Linked DNA regions of Rattus norvegicus: region 2 is linked to region 1. Evidence: chromatin contacts called from public Hi-C data. All regions are on one chromosome and are shown on one strand. Each heading gives the region's core, a stretch centred on a gene start, on an enhancer-like site or on the middle of the called end of the contact. The rest is flanking DNA. Distances are from core to core; before and after follow the strand shown. Region 1 has its middle 25 kb from the start of Mir184. Region 2 holds the start of Rasgrf1 (RAS protein-specific guanine nucleotide-releasing factor 1).

Evidence for each region. Hi-C and Micro-C count contacts between places; a contact is called where the count stands out from the background.
Region 2: a contact with region 1 is called in a Hi-C map of frontal cortex, with 3 times the contacts expected there. The contact joins the promoter of Rasgrf1 here to the enhancer-like site in region 1. A contact is called at or near these places in 2 of 12 Hi-C or Micro-C datasets (Schwann cells and frontal cortex).

Annotation. Positions count from the first base shown.
Region 1 is chr8:99,245,672-99,250,423 of GRCr8, forward strand. No RefSeq gene overlaps it. Among named protein-coding and RNA genes, the nearest start is that of Mir184, 25 kb to the left of the region's middle. Within about 2 kb of position 2,915, at least 19 of the 93 cell types and tissues checked have an H3K27ac peak or open chromatin away from gene starts, as enhancers often do.
Region 2 is chr8:99,322,969-99,327,720 of GRCr8, forward strand. It overlaps Rasgrf1 (RAS protein-specific guanine nucleotide-releasing factor 1), which reads left to right and starts at 2,094. Exons shown (of 27, transcript NM_001170531.1): 1 at 2,094-2,496. The coding sequence starts at 2,224.

The sequences.
Region 1 (4,752 bases), core at 1,665-4,164:
AGAACTCAGATTGTGCCACAGAATACTGTGCTCTGTGCCTCAGCTCTGAGTTAACCCTACCTGGTGTCCCAGCTTCACCCTGTAATGCAGTGGTCCTCAACCTGTGGACTATGACCCCTTTGGGAATTGAAGGACCCTTCTACAGAGGTCACCTAAGACTACCTGTATAGCTGGTATTTGTATTCTGGTTCATAACAGTAGCAAAATTACAGTCGTGAAAGTAGCAACAAAAATAGTTTTATGGTTGGGGTCATCGCAACATGGGGAACTGTATTAAATGGTCACAGCACTAGGAAGCTTGAGAACAATGGACCTAATGTCTCAAAGTCTCTGGCAATTGCTTGAGCTTTGAGTATCCGTCAATCACTCCCTGGGTCTCTCCCTCCATGCATCAACGGGAGGGTTAAGAAGGCTCCTATCTGTAAAGCGCTTACGGGCACGAATGTGTTGTATTTAATGGGAATGGAGTTGAAATTCTGCATGTAATAATACCCAAGTTCCTTCAGCAGCTGTATTCAGTGTGGCAGGAAATGGCTCGAGAGTAGCTGGGAGAGTCTTGTCGGCTATAATCCAAGATCCAGCCATGCATTCACTTATTTAATAGGCGTAGAGATCTGTAGTGGCCATGACAGTAAGAACTCACAGAACAGTGAACATGCGGTACACTCCATGCCTAGATTTGGACCTCAGCAATGCAGTGAAGGAGATGGCGACCATGTCGTGGGCAAGTGAGGAACAGCCTTAAACAGTCCGGTGTGGACAGAGGCTCATGAACGGCCTCAGTGGTTGGAGAAGAGAGAGAAGTAGCATAGAACCTGGCCATAGTGTTTGTTGGTGTGGTGGAGAAAGGGAAGGGTGGGGACCTTGTTCTAGCCGGGGTATAAAACACCTATGGGAGCAGGTATGTGGTGGGAAGGCAGAGAGGGCCAGTGCAGTGCAGATTCTGTGGGTGTGGCCCTGTGTTACTGTGCAGGGAGGGGGTCCAGGAGAGCTGCCAGTCTACAGGCCTTGTAGGGAACACAGAGGAGATGTCGACTTCTGCGTGAGTGAATTGCTAAGAGGCTGACAGATGAGAACAGGGCGTGGGCCAGGGAGTGTCAAGATAAGATCCTGTCACCAGGAAATGAGAAACTGAACAGGAGAGTTATGGGTTGTCAGAAACTGCTCTTCAGCAGGAAATTCAGCCCAGAAGCTGGGGCAAGAACCTCAGTCAGCACCTTGGAAGCATGCTCAGAAGGCCCCAGTGGACATGCCAGCAGCTCCAGCAGCTGAACATGATGTCTCCTCAGGGCTGCCCCCCAACCCACCCCCCGCCAGCAGTGCTGTGAGGACCATATGGGCTAGCTGCAAATCACATTAAAAGTTGAGCAGTCCATGGTGTCTGGGAGAGGAGAAGTCATTGTCTTCAGTGGAGTAGCACTGGTAAGGGGCATAGTCTCCTGTAATAACGCCTTTGCGGCCATGACTTTGTAAGCAACCCTCACAAAACTCAGTGGTTCATCTTTATAAAAAAGACATGAAAGTGGCATCATGGGTCCTAATTGGGGCGAGGGGAAGGCTCAGCAGGAGTGGCAAAATGACAAGAAAGGGTAAAGGAGATGAACAGGAAGAAAATACATGGTATATATGTATGAGACTGTCAAAGCCTAAGTAATATAGGATGATTTTTTAAAAAGCTTCATAATAAAGCTTAGAGGAAAATATGCCACACACAGACATACACAGACATACATATATACATGCACACATACAAACACGCACAAATCCACACATACATAAACACACACATAAATACATACAGCCACATATATGTACACACACATACACACGTGCACAAATACAAACACATACATACACATATACCAACACACACACATACATATACACATGTACACGCACATATATATGCACATGGACACACACTGCCCAGTCATCAACACATTTTCCGGTATGTGACAAGTCACGCTACAGTTCCAAGCCTGTTTCTAAAAGTACGTGGTGATCACATACCTAATTTCCAGAGCTGTTGTGAGAATCACGTGAACTAACCCTGGGGACTTAGCCTCCCTCCCTCTTCCACCTCTGCGACCCTGTTCCTCTCTCCATGCGTGCTTTGCAAAAGGCGACAGAACCCTATCCGGTGACAGTGTAAAGCTGACTAAAGACTGCAGTCAGCGCATCACCCATCGTCGTAGCTTAACAGAGCCCGACCAAGTCTGCCTGTTGTCAGTTCCTGCCTTTGGAGTTCCCAGGGATCATGGTTGGACTACAGGACAGGAGAATCACAAGGCCACTGAGTTGAGCCATTTGCCCTGGTTGTCAGTTCTGATCTAGGGGACTTTATTATTTCATTTTTCTTTGGCTTTTTAAGCTTTTCTATTCAGTATTGGTGACTAAAAATGAGCATTTGCCCGATGTGAGCATTCTGAGCAAGACCCTTCCGAGTAAGCCCCTCCCCTGAAGCCTCTGGACTAGAGCTTCTAAGGCACTCAGAATGGCAAAGCCACCTCAAGAAAATCAGACAAAACACTGGACCCTTGTCTCCTACAACTGCTGGTCTGCACAAACGCTCCCTAAAGTTCAGAGGATTTCACAGACCCATAGATGCCAGGTTTAAGGCTAACAGTGCCCATCCCCCAGCTCTGCGGTTATGTAAGCCTGCTTCCGGCAAAAGGCCCTGGCGAAAATCACACTGTAGTTAGTGGCATCGCCAAGGGAACACTTCCCATCATGCCTTTTTAGGCTTCCTGATGCTCCACTTGGTGTGAGAATATGAGGATCAATCAAGAGAAGACGCTAACCTCGCAGTCTTCTGTCAAGACAAAGCACTAAATCGGGCAGAAAGCAGGAAGGCCTGTGTTGGGCCTCCATTTGCGTAAACCTACAAACACATCAGCTCCTGCAGCATCCAAGGCCTTTTCTTACCACAAGGGGGCGCCCGCATCATGCGTCAATGTAGTACGTGCTTGGGGTGTTAAAATCGTGGAAGATTGCGGTCTCAGATACAGATAGGGAAACTGAGGCCAGGAGAAAGCAAAGGGTTCCTAAGTCATCCTGGGTAATTTTCTTCTCTGTGATCTTCACTCCCATGTAAGATTAGGTCATGGCTTCCAACAGGGAATACGCTTTGCAGATATTCCTCCCACACCAGGATGAGGAATGCGGCTTGCAGACTGCCCCACAAGAGGGAGCACCTGTGAGCCTCTCAGGCCTGTGCTACCGTGAGTCTTGAACATGGAGACGCCTTGGCTTCTCTGTACAAGATTTTGGTCTAACGATTCAGGCTGGGATGTGAAAATGGCTGGTCTAGGTAGTCTCAGAAGATGCCCATCATCCAGAAACTTCACAACTCTATTCCAGAAATATATGCGGTTTACAACATCTAGAAGCTTCCATATGGCAAAGGTGTGCAGTCCTGATAACCGTGAAAAGTTCTGCAGGCAACAAGGCAAAGCCAGGGTTAAAACCAAGTCACCACTGAACTCCAGATATGTACTGTCTCAAGGCCAAGACAATCATCAGCGAATGTCACTCAGAGAAGTGACGTCATTTTCTCTGCTTTCCCCAGTATCCATCACTGTTTACAAGTAAGGAAAATGAGTGTGATGGTTAGTTTTGATTGTCAACTTGGCACAACCTACAATGACCTGGAAAGGAAGTTTTAATGAGGAATTATTTAGACTAGATTGGCCTGGGGGGGCAGGCTGTGAGGGAGTTTCGGAATTGGGTGAATTGAGTTGTGAAGGTCGGATAGAATGCAGGTAGTGAGTGCCGTTTGTGGGATAGGCCCAAGAGTGAGTGAGAGAGGGGGCTAAGCACTGTCTTGCATGTAATTATTGGTTTTTCTGTTTCTGTTTAAGGATGTAATGGGACAAGCTGCTGCTTTTGTAGTTTCCCTGCTGCAGTGACCTGTGAGCCAAAATAAACCCTTTCTCCCCTAAGCTGATTTTGTCAGGTGCAGCAAGGCTCATGGGGTTTAAGAGATGTTCTCTAGGGTAAAATTACTTTGTTCCCAGTTTCTCTAGGGCAACCCTCAATTAAAAAGCAGGAGCTGGTAGGTACCTGTAGGGCATCCATGCCTGAGGCTCGGTGACTGCCTCTCCCTTTTGCACATGTCCACATCCCTCCATTCATGCCCAGTTCTTCTGCCTTACCACCAGGAACTCTAGTCATTCCCAGATCTGCTTCCTTGACATGAGTCAGCCTCCCAGAGACAGCCCGGTCCAGCCCAGTGACTACATAGGGTAAAAGGCTGCCCAGGATTTGTGCCCTCAGCACAGGCTGGGGGGTCGGGGTGGGGAGAAGGTGTGTGGTTTCATCTCCATTAGATATTTGGATCCCTGAGTAAAGCAGTCTCTTCTAGACAGCAAGAAGAACAGGCAAGAGTGCCCAGGCCTCAATGTACCATTCAGGTGCTCTGGGCTCCGCAGGGCAGTGACTGTTTGTTTATTCCAGGTTCCCTCACACTCAGACTCTCACATTAAGTGTCTGGACACAGCCACAGAAACCAAAAGCATGTATTTCTTAACTTCAAAGGAGTCTGAAACCAATCACCATACCACCAAATCAGGGAGCACTGATGACACTCCCAGAAAAGAGGGCACTGTCCCCTACTGTAGAGAAGGAAGGCATGCCATGGAAGATGTGTTAGTCTGAAATCAGAAAGGGTGTATTAGGGCTGTTTCACTTTTCATGGAATTGGAAGCTTATAAAGGGGTATCTGTGTGCTTCTGTGTGTGTGTGTGTGTGTCT
Region 2 (4,752 bases), core at 844-3,343, 76 kb after region 1:
AACTATAGGTACATTAGGTCTGTCTGCCATGCAGTCTTCAACTAAGGCCAAACCTTTGCTCTACCTCACACAGAAATACTTTCTCCCTGACTATCCCGCACCATTGGGGGATAAACCCCAATAAAGCCCTGCTCTACATCAGCCTCAATCTGATTCAAATCCCAACACCTTCACTTTCCATTAGAGTAAGCCTGTGAACTCAAACCCAACCTACACTGAAGGAAGCATAATGGCTGACCTGAGGCAAAGTGCTCTTAGCATAGTGCCCCTTACCAAATATTTCTTTGGCCCTTTCTGTAACAGGCTTCAAAATGGGAATTTATATAAAAACCTCAATACTGAAAATTATGCCCCTACAACCAAGGCAAGGGAAGTTAGTGAGTTGCCTGCAGTTAGGACTCTGATGTGGAAGAATTAAGAATTCAAGCTAGCCTGGGCTACATACCAAGATGCAGTCTGAAAAGAGGAGAATGTCTAGGTAAGAAAAAGAATGGGACAGGAGAAAAAAGGAAATTGAAAAACAAGGAAAAATTATTACAATCATTTCCACAGCCTCTCTCTCTCTCTCTCTCTCTCTCTCTCTCTCTCTCTCTCTCAAATCAAGACTGCATTAAGGGGCTTAGCCCCTTTTTCTTTTGATTATCCGAGGAAGAAAAATTAACATCATATAAGAGCACAGGCCTGAGCCACTATGTCCTGAACTGGAACAGCTCCATTCCAGACCATGGTGTGTGTGTGTGTGTGTGTGTGTGTGTGTGTGTGTGTGTGTGTGTGTGTGTGTGCACTCTAAAGGGGGAAGGGCTTTCGCGGTTTTGTGAGAAAAGATGGTGTTTTTTCTCCAGAGAGCTGCGAGGACACCCGTCCCGGCTGCAAACTGTCAGCGCCGGGCGCCGTTCCCGGTTTCAACGAGGCCGCTGCCCTCTGCGGCAGACGGCGATGCGCGCTCCCCGCACCAGAACCCGGCTGGCCTGGCAGCCCGCGCGCTCTGCCGGTGCAGCATGCGGGCGCTGTGACGTTCTCGGATAAATGCCGTGTAACTGTGTAGGCGAATTGAAGCTAAAAATAAGAACGGAAAATCTATCATTAAGGTATCATTGCGCCAGCGCAGCTATTTGAAGGCTCCCATGGTCCCCGTCGCCTGTGTTTGAAGCCCGCCTTCAGGCTTCAGGGGTATTTGCTGAAAACTCCCAGCAGCGGCTTGCCAGCCAGACCTTAGGGTTCATGGGGTGACACCGGTAATGATGGCAACGCTCCAAATGGAATAAAAATAAACGGTCACCTTTCCCCACCCAAGTTCACCCCTTGTATTCTCGGGTCGCTGGCGAAGTCAGCCAGGAATAGAGCTGAAATCAGAAGAAGAAAAGAGAGAGACCCGAACGGTTATGCAAAAATTAGTACATCCCTATCCCTAGTACATTCGCTATCCACCTTCCTCCATCCACCTTGAATTAGAAAAATAAAGTAGGGAAAGAAGGTGAGGGAAAGCTGTAGGAGAGAAAAATGACAAATGGGGCTAACCCTAGGTCTATGGTGTGCCGCGGTGGGGCGCAAAGAACGCAAACTCCGGGGAGGTGAGTCTCCGGGGTGCCATTGGGTTGAACGAAAATTGATCTGATTTGGCTTAGAACACCCAAAGTGGAGAAGAGGAAAACAAGGAGCGAGGAGTAGGCGTGTGTGTGTGTGTGTGTGTGTGTGTGTGTGTGTGTGTGTGTGTGTGTGTGTGTGTGCGTGTGCGTGCGTGTGTGTTTGCGTGTGTGTGTCCGGGGAGGGGAGGAGGCGCCAAGGTGCAGCCTGCGTGCGGCTCTGCGCCTCGGCGGGGCTGCGTGCGTGTGTCCCTGTCCGCGCTGCTGAAACGGGCTCTTCGAGGGATTGGCGTCATATGACTCCGCCTGCTGCCCCCTGCCAACGCTCAGACCGCCCTTCCCTCAGTTCGCTGAGGGAGGGTCGGGCGACATCCCCAGGGGCCCCGCAGCTCTGCGGAGGGAAGAGCTTTCAGCAAGGAGGGGTCCACCTAGGAGCTCAGCGGCAGATCTCAAAGTGTATATCTTGAAGGGGCGGGGTAGGAGAGAGCGGGAGGGAGGGGGAGAGAGCGAGAGAGAGCGAGAGAGAGAGGGAGCGTTCAGCGAGCGCCAGAGAACGGCAGAGCGGCGCGCACCGACGAGGGGCAGTCGGGTGCCTCTCGGAGATGTTTAGTGCGTGAGGTCTCTCTGGCCTCCAAGCACCATGCAGAAAGCCATCCGACTGAACGATGGCCACGTCGTGTCCCTGGGACTGCTGGCCCAGAGAGACGGCACGCGCAAAGGCTACCTGAGCAAGAGGAGTTCGGACAACCCAAAATGGCAAACCAAGTGGTTTGCGCTGCTGCAGAACCTGCTCTTCTACTTCGAAAGTGACTCGAGCTCTCGGCCCTCGGGGCTCTACCTGCTGGAGGGCAGTATCTGCAAACGCATGCCCTCCCCCAAGCGAGGGACCTCCTCCAAGGAGTCCGACAAACAGGTGAGGGAGCGCCGCGTCCCGACCTCCCGCGCCCCCGCTAAGGCCTTTGCGGGTTCAGGGACTTCCATCCAGCTTCAGTGACAGAACTTTGACCCTCTACTCTAAGCATTTAGGGAGTCTCAGCATCTTTCGCGGGAAGAACACGCAGGACCAAATTGGGAGGGTGACCCTAGTGCGGGCAGAGGGAGGCAGGGACTGCGGGTAGGATGCCGCTACCAGCTGCGGCCGCCCTTGGTAGGGTGAGCCCCGTGGGGGGTGGGGGGGGCGGGGACAGAGAGGCTGAAACTTGGAGATACAGATGAAGATGGGGTCCAAAGAACCCACTCGGGCAAGGAATCTCATCACCGTCCCACTCAAAATGGTGCCCCTAAACCCATCCCTACCCCCACCCCCACCCCCCATCTCTGATAGCCCGATCTTCTGCCCCAAATGTGAAATTCCTTGCACTTGAGCTTGGAAAGGGTGAGACAGACATCGGAGCGTCGCGGTCCCCTGCCTCCTGCAGCTAGGGGCGAGGAATAATCTGCGCTAGCTGGCCCAGTTGGGGGGTGCGAAGGCCTGAGGAGTCATTTTGTGCGATCTAGTGATGGTGTGCACCAGCTGGTTCTGGCCAAGCTAACAAACCCCAGGGTTACAAAAACCGCTAAAATGCGCAGAGGCCAGGGCCTGGGCTGCTGCGAAGCAGTGGGACAAGTGGGTTCTTCTTTCCTCCCCCGCCCCCTTCGCCGCCGCGGCCGCTGCAGTCGCCGCGGTAGCGCTGTGCTCACTCGTTCCCTCGCTTGCTGATGTTGCCCAAACAGCAAGGCTAAAGGGCTAGGCCTCGATGCGCAATTGGGCCTAGACTTGACAGACGCGCTAGTTTGCCATTGAAAGGGGAGGGGCACCTGCAGCCTCTGGGTGGGAACCCTCGGGGTGAGATATCTTTAAGCTTGATAGCTGCCCCCCCAAGGCATTTAGTCCCCTGACCTCTGGGAGGGAAGGAAAAATACATGACAGTGTATCCTAAAATGTCAGCTCTAGGAGAGGCCTGACATTCGTAGGGCCCAGCCCCACCTGGCTAGTTGCCCGGATGGAGACACTGGGGCCTAGAGAGGGGGAGGGGGGAGGAAAGAGAGAAATATTGATTGATTTTTTTTGCACAGCGTCATAGCAGGAGTGGACGTCGACGTAATGTTCTGAGAAGACAACCAACCAGGATCTCAAAAACATTCAGGCTGGTGGCAATTGAATTGACTGGGATGGCAGCCACCCTTGAAGTCTCCTTCTCCATAATTAGGACAGAGATCTGCACCCTGTCCTCCACCACCCTCTTCATACCTTGCCTTAGCTCCTTTAGTGCTAGGTGATGATTTCTGGGGGTGGGGGTAGGCTTGGAAGCGGGGGGGGGGGCAGAAATTAGGGGGAAGGCTCTGAGAATGACCAGTCACGAGACCAGGCAGAGGCTCCCAGGTGGCAAGGAACAGCAGCATCTTTAGCTTGTCCCCAAATGGAGCCTTCCTGGCTCAGCTAGAACACCCAACCCAGACTGTCAGCCCTTCTGCTCACCCACTGTCTGCAGGCAGCCGCAGCACAACTGTATCTACTAGTAGCTTGCACCTCCCCACCCCCACCCCCCCACACCAGGCTCAGCCAAGGCCCTCCTCCCCCAGCTCCCTAAGTCACAGTAGGGTCTGAGCTCCTAGGTGGGAAGGAAAACAGGAGTAGGGAAGCTATGTGGGTGCAGGTTCAAGGCATCTGTCTAGGTTCCCTAAACTAGAAGACTGACAAGCTGGAGACTGAGTCCTCCCCAACTGAATGGCTGCTTGACAGTGTGGCTTCTTCAGCTAACACACAGAAGTCCTCTGAGACTGACGTGTGTACAAAGGGGAAATGGCACGGGCCAGATGGATCCCCAGGTCCTTGAGAACACAAAGCAAAATTTTGTGTAGGAGAAGACGCTCACAATACAATTTAGTGGGCTCTTAACTAGATTAGAATGATATCTGTCTGCATATTAGACTAATCCACTCCCCTCATTCTCCAAGCCGAGAAACTGAGGACCATAGAAAGGGCGTTGCCCTGACAGAATAAGACCTAGAATTGACTCAGTGTCTACATTTGGCAAGATTAGCTGGTACCTGGTAGAACTCCATTTTCAAGGGGCTTTGTTTTACCCAACTGTAAACCTATGGGATCAGAGAGCCAAGTGCAAGCTGGAGATCCCCCACCCTGGTGGCAGTGGCAGGTTGAGAGCAGAACACGTAGCAGATGTACAGA